Linked DNA regions of Oryctolagus cuniculus: region 1 is linked to region 2. Evidence: chromatin contacts called from public Hi-C data. All regions are on one chromosome and are shown on one strand. The core of a region is the stretch at or near the end of the contact, and the rest is flanking DNA. Distances in the headings are between cores, read along the strand shown. Region 1 has its middle 38 kb from the start of NEURL1B. Region 2 has its middle 35 kb from the start of SH3PXD2B.

What was found. A called contact is a pair of places that touch in the nucleus more often than the background predicts.
Region 1: a Hi-C map of embryonic fibroblasts shows a contact between it and region 2, with 8 times the contacts expected there. The contact joins two enhancer-like sites. A contact is called at or near these places in 3 of 6 Hi-C or Micro-C datasets (ear pinna, embryonic fibroblasts and skin fibroblasts).

Annotation. Positions count from the first base shown.
Region 1 is chr6:59,249,888-59,254,890 of mOryCun1.1, forward strand. No RefSeq gene overlaps it. Among named protein-coding and RNA genes, the nearest start is that of NEURL1B, 38 kb to the left of the region's middle. Within about 2 kb of position 1,869, at least 1 of the 8 cell types and tissues checked has an H3K27ac peak or open chromatin away from gene starts, as enhancers often do.
Region 2 is chr6:59,087,928-59,093,087 of mOryCun1.1, forward strand. No RefSeq gene overlaps it. Among named protein-coding and RNA genes, the nearest start is that of SH3PXD2B, 35 kb to the left of the region's middle. Within about 2 kb of position 3,539, at least 1 of the 8 cell types and tissues checked has an H3K27ac peak or open chromatin away from gene starts, as enhancers often do.

The sequences.
Region 1 (5,003 bases), core at 619-3,118, 160 kb after region 2:
ATGGGGTGCCCTTGGAGCGTCAGCAGCAATGCCAGGATGGGGGATGCCAGCAAATGCACTGCTCGCTGTGAGCAGGGCTGTTTGCAAGGGGAGACAAGCTCCTTTTTCTAGTGTGTTCCGAGTGAGTCTTTGGGGTTTAGCAGGGGTGGCAGGTCCCCCAACTGCAGCACATTTGTCAGCCACTCAGCACCCACGGAACACTGATCAGCATGGGCCGTGTTCTGGGCGGATGACAGAGCCGTGCCGGAGCTCAGTGTGCAGAGGACATGGACAGATTTCATCAGCGTGGCTCTGGCCCTGTGGTGTGAGGTCCCGGGCCAGCGTGTGCTCGGTACTCAGGAGAGGTCTACCCATCAAGTGGAAGCCACGTGATGAGCGGTCAGGAGGGTTGGTCAAACAGCGCTTCTTCCATAACACACACAAAGTCACTCAACAAACATGCTGAGCACCTACCAAGTGTGGGGTGCTGGGAGGAAGGGCAGGAGGACACTTCCCCAGCTCTGATGCCATTGATGGCAACCTTAGGAGGTTCATGAGATATTTGGGGCACAGTCCTTGGGGCGTTCTCGGCCCTCCTGTTGCCTTAGGTCCATGTTGGGGCGTGCCCAGGGACTGCTTGCCCGGTCCACAGCCTCCTGCATGCTTTGTTCGAGGTGCCGGGCCCCTTGCGGCCAGTGAGCTGCTGCCCAAGCCGCCTTCAGCAGAGCCCCCTAGGGCGGCCGTGGGCCTGCCATAGCGACCCTGTGGGGAGGGGGCCACCTGCTGCTTTCAGGCCCCAGGAGAACCCCAAGTGTGTGATGCCGGTTCAGAACAGAGTTGTGCAAAGTTGGGAATGAGAGGCCATACCCTCCCACTCTCGGTCCCACCCCTGCCCCAGCTCCAGCTGGGTAGGGGCAAGGGGGACCCACCGGCTCAGGAACACGCGGCCTGCCAGCGTTTCCCAGTGTTTCGCTGTCTGGCTGACTTAGCCGAGTCGTCAGTGGAATGACCTGTACAACAATCGGTGCCTTATGAAAGTGTCTGTGCACTTTTTATCCTTTGTAAAACAACTTTTAAAAAGTGGGCGGGGGACCAGCAGATGGAGTGGATTCTGGAAATCTGTGATGAGCACCTAACTCTTCCACATTCTGATCCTGATGTTGCCGTGAAAAGGTGCCCGGCCCCCAGCCCACGCCCCACTACCTGTGTACAGGCCTTTGGAAATCTGTCCTTTTTTCTCCTCCTTTTTCTGATTCAATGCTGTGACCACTCCCATACAGTCTAATCTTCGGGGATCTGTAATAAAGGGTTTCAGACTTAGAGGAGCGGGTTGGGAGGGGTTTGCACTGGCCTTTGTGTGTTGTGGTTTTGTGTGTTGTGTGTTCTGATTTTTGTCTGTTTTTATCTGTTTTATATTAACATAATTTTCCTGTTTAAAAAAACAAATACAACTTTGGCTTGTTAAAAAAGTCTCATCAGAACTCCATTTTTATAGTCACACTTGTGCACCTGTTGGGGAGTGGAGGGACTCGGATCGCTGTCACCTTGGGGAAATGGCAAAATGCCTCTAGACCTTGGCAGTGCTGGGCTGCTTCACCAAATAACTCACTTATTGCAGGGAAATAATTCTGACCAATATTAAGCTTAAAAGATGTTCATCACAGCAGTATTTATAATGGTTAAAAAAAAAAAAAAAACACTAAGCAACCCTAATGTCCAAGGACCAGAACATCCTCACCAAAACTCCTGGTCACAAGTGACAGGAACCCAACAGGGACAGGTTTAAGGGGGTAAAAGGCTCAAGTGTAAGTGGATCCAGGAGTGGCAGTCTGCGTCAGGATTTGGTGGCTGCCAGCCCGCTCTGCCCTCTTGCATGCTGGCCCCACTCTCAGGCAGGTTTTCAGAATGACAGTTGGCAGGTGCACCCACCTCTGAGCAGTCCCTGGGTAGGACACCTCAGATCTGGTGTCCTTTCCTGAGCCAATCACCGAAACCAAGGGAACCCCGGTTCTACTGGCCAGACCCAGGAGGCACGCTCACCTGCCCCCAGCTGAACCCTGTGCACCGGAAGTGGGGAGCTGCTTCCCCAGGGAAAGCTGCAGCGATGAAGGGTGCACGCAGGGCAGGCCCAAGCCACAGACGTCCCTGTAGAGAAAGACTGACTGATCCATGATGCAGACATGTGCGTGGCTCATAGACTCTCACCCTCACTGAGACATGGGGCCTCTCTGTGCCTCGGTTCCCTCTCGTGAAAAGCAGGAATCCTGATCGCTTCTGATCGGAGTGATGGGTGTGAGCCTTATTAAGATCAGGCCAGTGATGTGCGCGGCACAGCATCTCACACTCAGAAACAAGCCACAGTTGCTGGAAGAGTCTAGAATACAGGAACGTGGCTATGTTAAAATAAGGTGGGAAAATCAAAGTATAAAGTGGCACGTACACTCTGGGCTCAAGGATGGAAAAATAGACAAACCTGCCTGTGTATTGGAAAGACCAGCAGAAAAGAAGTAAAATGCCCACGAGGGCCGTGTCTGAGCGATGGCATTATTGGTGGGGCCTTCTTGTCCCTGTGTTTTCCAAATTTTCTATAATGAATAAGTATGGCTTTTAATTTAAACTTGCTCCTTGCAGGGGGAAAAATTATCCCCCTCCTTTGCAAAAAAAAAAAAAAAAATCAAACCAAGGAGAACAGCTGGCCCCAGCTGGACTTTGTCAGGAATTCCCAGGCTGATTGTGCTTTAAGACCCAGATCAAGTCCAGGGGGAGATAAGGCCCCGCCAAGCTCACCAGCTTGGTTGTGCTTCCCCCCAGACCAGGCTTTCGGGCCAGATTTCTGGGCGGGAGCCTTGCAGTGGCGTCTTGAATGTGTGTGTGGTGGGGCGGGGGGGGGTGGGGGGGTGGAGCAGCAGCTGCCAGGCTGCTCTGCGAGGCAGTGCTGGAGTAGAAGGGAAGCTGCATCCATCAAGCCACAGAGACGAGTTCACGGCATTCGCAGTGTGGATCTGCACAGCAGTGTTTTCCTCCTGGCCAGGCAAGCAGGGCTCTTGCAAGGTAGGAGTAGGATTGGACCTGCCTCAGAGGTGAGGCCAAATCTGTCAGCGGCACAGTTACACGCGTTCTCCAAGGTCTGTGCAGGAGCAGAGTCCCCCCCAAGAACCCAGGCTCCTTTTCCACCCGAGTGTCCTTCCTCTGAGGCCCCCTGCTTCCACTAGGCCCGGGGACAGGCTCATAGGTGCCATCTGATAATCAAGACTTGTTTTTAAAAAATAAAATAAAGAAGAAAGGACCATATTTATCTAGTTTCCTTGGTTCATAAGAGATTGAAATAACTCAAGAAAAACTCAGCTTAAGAGTAAGGGGGGGGGGCGCTGTGGCATATCGGGTAAAGCCACCACCTATAGTGCCAGCATGCTATATGAGTGCCGGTTCTAGCCCTAGCTGTTCTACTTCCGATCCAGCTCTCTGCTATGACCTGGGAAAAAGCAGTGGAAAACAGCCCAAGTGCTTGGGTCCTTGCACCCACGTGGGAGACCCGGAAGAAGCTCCAGGCTCCTGGATTCGGATCAGTACAGCTCTGGCCATTGCGGCCATTTGGGGAGTGAACCAGTAGATGGAAGACCTCTCTCTCTCACTCTCTGCCTCTGCCTCTCTGTAACTTTCTGCCTTTCAATTAAATAAATAAATCTTAAAAAATAAATAAATAGGCCGGCGCCGCGGCTCACTAGGCTAATCCTCCGCCTAGCGGCGCCGGCACACCGGGTTCTAGTCCCGGTTGGGGCGCCGGATTCTGTCCCGGTTGCCCCTCTTCCAGGCCAGCCCTCTGCTGTGGCCCGGGAGTGCAGTGGAGGATGGCCCAGGTGCTTGGGCCCTGCACCCCATGGGAGACCAGGAAAAGCACCTGGCTCCTGGCTCCTGCCATCGGATCAGCGCGGTGCGCCGGCCACATCGCGCTGGCCGCGGCGGCCATTGGAGGGTGAACCAACGGCAAAGGAAGACCTTTCTCTCTGTCTCTCTCTCTCACTGTCCACTCTGCCTGTCAAAAATAAAAAAAAAAAAAAATAAATAAATAAATAAAAGGGAGGGGGTGAAGGTATCGGCTCACACAAGTCCCGGTGGCTTCAGGAGGGCCTGCACAGCGAGGTCCTGGGGCATTGTCCTCGATCTCTCGGCTCTGCTGCAGGGAGAGGGAGAGATCATAACCTCCACAGACGGCCTCCGGTGGCTTCTCACTCACATCGGGACCCATCTCCGTCACATGTCCACACCTGACGCAACACCAAGCCGGATGCAGGCCTCCTCTCCAGAGCCAGCCCACCCGGAAGGAAAGTAGAGTTCAGAGCAGGGCAGCTCGAGATCAGGGGGCAAGGCTTTGTGGGACTTGCCGATTTGTTTCAGCCTCTGCTTCTGGCCATGTGTGTCCCGTCTCGATGCCTGGCCCATGCTCCCTGGCACATCAACTGTGGGCACTTTTAAAAGTGTGTGGAAATGGCATCACGAGGGCTGTTCACAGTGGTGCAAATGCCCGTGGCCCCTGCAGGGCAGAGGGGCGAGGCCACGTGTGGACAGATGTGTGTGTGCAGGCCTCCCCTTCTCCCGCTTCCTGGGTTCCTGCCAGGTAGACAGCGCTCCCCTAAGGTGATAACTGATCATGTCTCCAGCATGCACCTTAAATCCTCCCTGCAGCTCTTTGGAGCGGGTCCCGTGGTTACCTCCATTTCATAAAAGAGAAAACCAAGACCCCGAAAAAATCGGTGACTTCATCCTTCTCCGTGTGGCTTCTTTGAGGCTAAAGGATTTCTGCCCTTTCTGTTTGTAATTCTCCCCCAGGACCTCAGCAAGAGCAACTGGGCCCGGAACATTTACACCTGTGATGTCACTGACTCCACGAACAACCCATCAGTGGTTGTGGTGGTCCCATTTTACAGATGAGGAAAGGGAGGCTCAGAGTGGGCAGGACCCTGCCCCAAATGGCACTGCTTGGGAGTTGTAGGCCCAGGAGTTTTAAAAATTATTTATTTGAAATT
Region 2 (5,160 bases), core at 2,289-4,788:
ATGACAGAAGGCCGCTGTTGTTTGCGACTAAGCTCCTACACTGGGTGCAACAGATCAGACCAAAAACCAAAATGGAGTGACTCAGGCTAAAGATGCATGTCACCAAGCACCTTCTGAAAAATTGGGAGAGAGAGAAAAGCCAGATTTGCCAAATGGGCCAGTTTCAAGGGCGCCACGGTGGGGTTCCCTCCACCAGCCCTTACACAGAAGGGTAACTGGAAGTGAGCTGGTGCTGGTGCTAACCGGACACCTGTTTCCCTACTGTCCTGTAGCGCTGTCCCCACCCTACAAGGAAAGCCAGTTTGAAAGGACCCCGCCCCTTTTGCTCTTTGCTTCTACTTTCTTTTCTTTTATATTTATTTATTTATTTATTTTGACAGGCAGAGTGGACAGTGAGAGAGAGAGATACAGAGAGAAGGGTCTTCCTTTGCCGTTGGTTCACCCTCCAATGGCTGCCGCCGGCGCGCTGCGGCCGGTGCACCGCGCTGATCCGAAGCCAGGAGCCAGGTACTTATCCTGGTCTCCCGTGGGGTGCAGGGCCCAAGGACTTGGGCCATCCTCCACTGCACTCCCTGGCCACAGCAGAGAGCTGGCCTGGAAGAGGGGCAACCGGGACAGAATCCGGCGCCCCAACCGGGACTAGAACCCGGTGTGCCAGCGCCGCAAGGCGGAGGATTAGCCTAGTGAGCCGTGGCGCTGGCCTCTACTTTCTTTTCAAAGCCCTTCTCTCTAAAACCAATCTCTTCTGCACAGCCCCTCAGAAAGTTACTCTGTTTTATGGAATGAAGAGTTGCCTGATTCTAGAATAAAAACTAGGCCGATGAAGCTCTTTGAATTAAGGTGCTGTGATTTTGCCCTTGGATGTGTAGAATTCGTGATCAGATCATGTGGCCACATCCCGCCTTGCATTCACGGGCTAGCCACTCCTGGAATTCCCTAGTCCTCATAACAGCACCAAGCCCTGCCCCAGGCACATGGTGAGCAGCTCCCTCTCAGCCAGCTCCAGGTCGTCTGCACCTTAAACCATGGCCCTCCCATGTCAGACTTGGTGCTGAGCTCTGGAATAACCTTGGACTTGATCCCTGCTGCCTGATCGTCTGCTGTGTGCCAGCACCAGTTAGGATTCTTCACTTCCAAGCGACAGATGACAGCTCGTGTAACTGAGCAGTGTGAAAGTGGCTTCATCCACGACCTGGTTTCCTCCGTCTGCTCTAGGGGTCGGCTCCTTTGGCGAGGCCTCTGCAGTAGGGTGGCCCTTCCCTCTGTGGTATCTCCTGTCTGCTTGTTCACTTCTCAGATGCCTGAAACAGGTGAGGATGGGCCAAGCCGACGCCAGGAGCCTGGAACTCAGTCTGGGTCTCCCACTTAGATGGCAGAGACCCAAGTACTTGGGCCATCACCTGCTGCCTCCCAGGGTGCATTAGCAGGGAGCTGGAATTGGGAGTGAGGCTGGAATTCAAACCCAGACACTGTGGTATGAGCAGGTGTCCCAAGTGACATCTTAACCACTTGCTGTACCAACTGCCTGTCTTGGCTGTGTGTGCTCGAAGTGGCCAGGCTGGTCCCAGATGAACCCTGGAGTGGAGTCCCTCAGCTTCCCTGACCACTGCATGGCCTAAGAGCTGGGGAGAAGGGTGGGCAGCAAGCGCTGTACCCTTGAGGCTACAGGAGCATGGGCTTGCGCTCTGCGCCGTGACATAGGAAGAGGAAGTGGATCTCAGTAGAACGGAGGCAGGGATGGAGGCTCCAGCAGCCGCTGACTCTAGCTGGGCTGCACACTCTGTAGGAAGAGATGCAACATCCGCAGTGCTTTAAAAGCCACCCGGCGGGGATCGTAGCTTCTAGAACTCGGGTTCCCCGAGAGACGACCGGGTCCACTGTGTTTTCAATGGGGAAACAGGAAAGCCGTGGCTTGCCCTGATCAAGGAGGAGCTCAGTGGTGGATTTCCCATTCCTAGGGGAGTGCCCAGCCCGGGGACTGGCCATTTGGGTATATGATTGATGGCACCAAGGTCACGGCCATGGGGAGGGTGACTAAATCTGCTGGGTGGAGGTGTGTGGAGTGTGTGCCTGAGGATTACCCCGCTACGGCTCTCCTACGTCCCGGTGAGCCAGTGGAGGAGGGGGGAGGGGGAGGGGCACACTGAGCCTCCTGTAGTGGGATGTGCTCTTGGCCTTGGCCTGAGGGGGTGAGCAATCCCAGACACTCTCCCTCAATCCCTGGGCTTGTCTCTTTGGTGTTACAGATTGAACTTGGACACAGGACTGGACAGACCTGCCACTTGCTAGCTGTGTGATCTTGGGCAAGTTACCTCACCTCTCTGTTACCTTCTGGGCTGTGTGAAAAGAGAGCTTACCCTGCCTGTCTAGGGGGCTGTGAGGGAGGAATGGGAGGATGAGTGAAGTGTGCCTGGCCCGGTGCCTGGCCCCGATCGGCTCCTGGTGGAGAGACAGCCCAATACCAGACTCGTGGCTGCTCTCAGGACGGCTCCAGGTCTCAGTCTTAGGCCTGCGTCTAAGAGTTCCTGGGGGGGTGGGGTGGAGATGGATTAGGCCTGTGTCTACACCTGAGCTGGAGTTGGCTCCTGGACTGATTCGGGCCAGCCTGGTGTGTGCCGTTCCCTCCACCCTTTGCCCGCTGGCCGCCTACACTCTTGGGAGATCTCCACTTTGCTCTCTATCCAGGACCCTCCTCTGGGCTCCAAGGCCAGGCCCCCAGGGCCACTGGCTGAGATCCACGTGCATGGAGGCACGTGACTTGTCTGCAGAGAGGGAGGGCGCGTCCGGGAACAAAGCAGACAAAGGCTCTTTTCCCTCCCAGAGGTGATGAGCCACTCTGGAAGGGACCGGCACATCACCAGTTATTCTCCGGCTGAAGGAGCCCAGCTGGGGGGGAGTCAGTGTGGGATAAGCAGCAGAGGTGCCTCACCCTCACCCCATGGCACCTCCCTGGCTGGCTCCCTTCCTGAAACCGGGACAGGCTAGGCTACAGCGGTGTGAGGTGGCATGTGTTGCCCCCTTGCTAGGGGATTCGGCCTGGCAGGTCTGCACGGCCCCAGGCTCTCCACAACAGTCAGTCAGGTATACCACGCTGGTAGCCCCACTGTGTGGATGAGATCGCCAGGGGCTGGGAGGAGTGATTTTCCTGAGGTCATGGTGCTAAGAAGCTCCAGGGAGTCAGTGTTGGCTGGGCAGCTGTTACGTGCTGGGCACTGCTCTGGGTACTGGGGGCACGGCAGTGCGTGGAGCAGAGGCTCTGCCCTCTCGGGCCTTAGGTCTTATTTGGGAGGTGATAGACAATGAATTAGCAAATAGATAAAGCCAGCATGAAATAATTTTTAGTGTTGTGAAGAAAAACAAAGAGGTGAGGAGCAGAGACTAGGAAAAGATGGAATGGCGTGCAGGTCAGGGTGCCGTGTGAGGTGCAGTGACCAGGGCGGCCTCTCTGGGGAGGTGAGATTTGAGCTGAGGCTGGATGACCCCTGCAGTGGTCCAGAAAGAGCATCCCTGGAGGGGAGAAGAGGAGCGCAAAGGTCCTGAGGCTGTGGGGGCGGGGGAGGCGGTACTTGGTGTGTGCTGAGCGCTGTATGGAGGCTGCTGTGGGATCAGAGGTGTGGAGTGCTAGGCGCTGCGGCTAGAGGGGTGCTAGGGGCCAGAACACGGCGGGCCTTGGGGGACAGGGAAGGCAAGATCCTTATGGAGGAATGGGAGGGGCTGCTGTCCCTGCAGGGGCAGACCTTGTCCATGCATGCTAAGGTTTGCTCCCATGCCTTTCCTTTGGAGAGCCAAGGAGGAAGCAGGGCCCCCTGGGTGCAGAGGAAAAGCTTTTGCAGTTCACAATCCGCCTCCACACACCCGCCGAGCCCTCCCGCCCGCTCAACACGGCTGCCCTGCCCCAGGCCTGGGAAATCCGCCCTGGATCTCAGTGTTCACCCTGCGAGGCCAGCAGTCCTGTCATCCCGATGGCACGGGGAGAAAGCGGGGGCTCAGCCAGGGTCAGCGCCCTGCGGGTCGTGCGGTGGAAGTGGCACCCATCACGGGAAAAGACGCTCTTAACCCCAGGGCGGCTCCTGGAGGACCGAGTGCGTGCTCTGTGGGGGCTGAGGGGCACTTGATCCCTGGCCGCCCCCTCGCTTCCCCCAGGGAGCCCAGACGGCCTGTGCTGCCATCAGCCCTATCAGTGGCTGATAGGGACCCTGAGCCCTGCAGGCCCGGGGGGTTTCTGGTGAGAAATTCCAGCGCTCGCCTGCTTGACCCGGTGCTGGCAGGGCAGCGTGGGAACGCAGCAGGGACTGCTGCCCTGTGAGCGGGAGTCTGGAGCCACCGAAGAGCGTGTGTCCGAAGTCTCGCGATGTTTTCTTATCCTTTGCCCACCAGTGGTTCTGCTTCTTGGCGTTGGGCCAGGGGACGTCTCAGACGGCTGCCTGGAGCCCGCTCTGAGCAGTGACAGCTCACCGGGGAGGCGTGGACGCAGACAGCCTGGGGAGAAGGCGCCTCCGGAAACCCAGGCCTGCAAAGTCAGTTTTTCCCACTGCAGCTGGTGGGTTGTCCCCTGGGGAGGGTACAAGGGGCTTGTCCTGATCCAGGGGCTTCGTTTGCTGCTGGGGCTCTCTGGAGAATGGGCAGCTAGTGACTCAGAGAGGGAGGGTGGCCTGTGACCCCCCCCCCCCATTGCCCCATTCCAGACAGGATTTGGGATGCAATGACTTCATGATACTTTGTGAGGACTCTTTAGCTTATTTTGGTTTTGTTTGTTTGTTTTAAAAGTTTCATTTATTTGAAAGGTAGAATGACAGAGAGAGAGAGGGAGAGAGATCCTTCAGCTGCTGGTTCACTCCCCAAATGCCTGCAACAGCCAGGGCCGGGCTGGGCTGAAGCCAAGAACCAGGAACTCCACCGGATCTCTCACATGGGTGGCAGGGGCCCAAGCACTTGGGCCATCATAATCTGCTGCCTGCCCAGGGAGCTGGCTTGGAAATGGAGCAGACTGGACTCGAATTGGCGCTCTGATATGGGATGCTTGTGCTGCAAGCGATGGCTTAACCTGCTGGGCCGCAACACCAGCCCCGACTGCATTTATTTTGAAAAAAATTTAAGCACAAAAAATTTGTTGTAGGAAATGTGGAAATTAGCACAAAATGTAAGGGCGACATCAAGAAT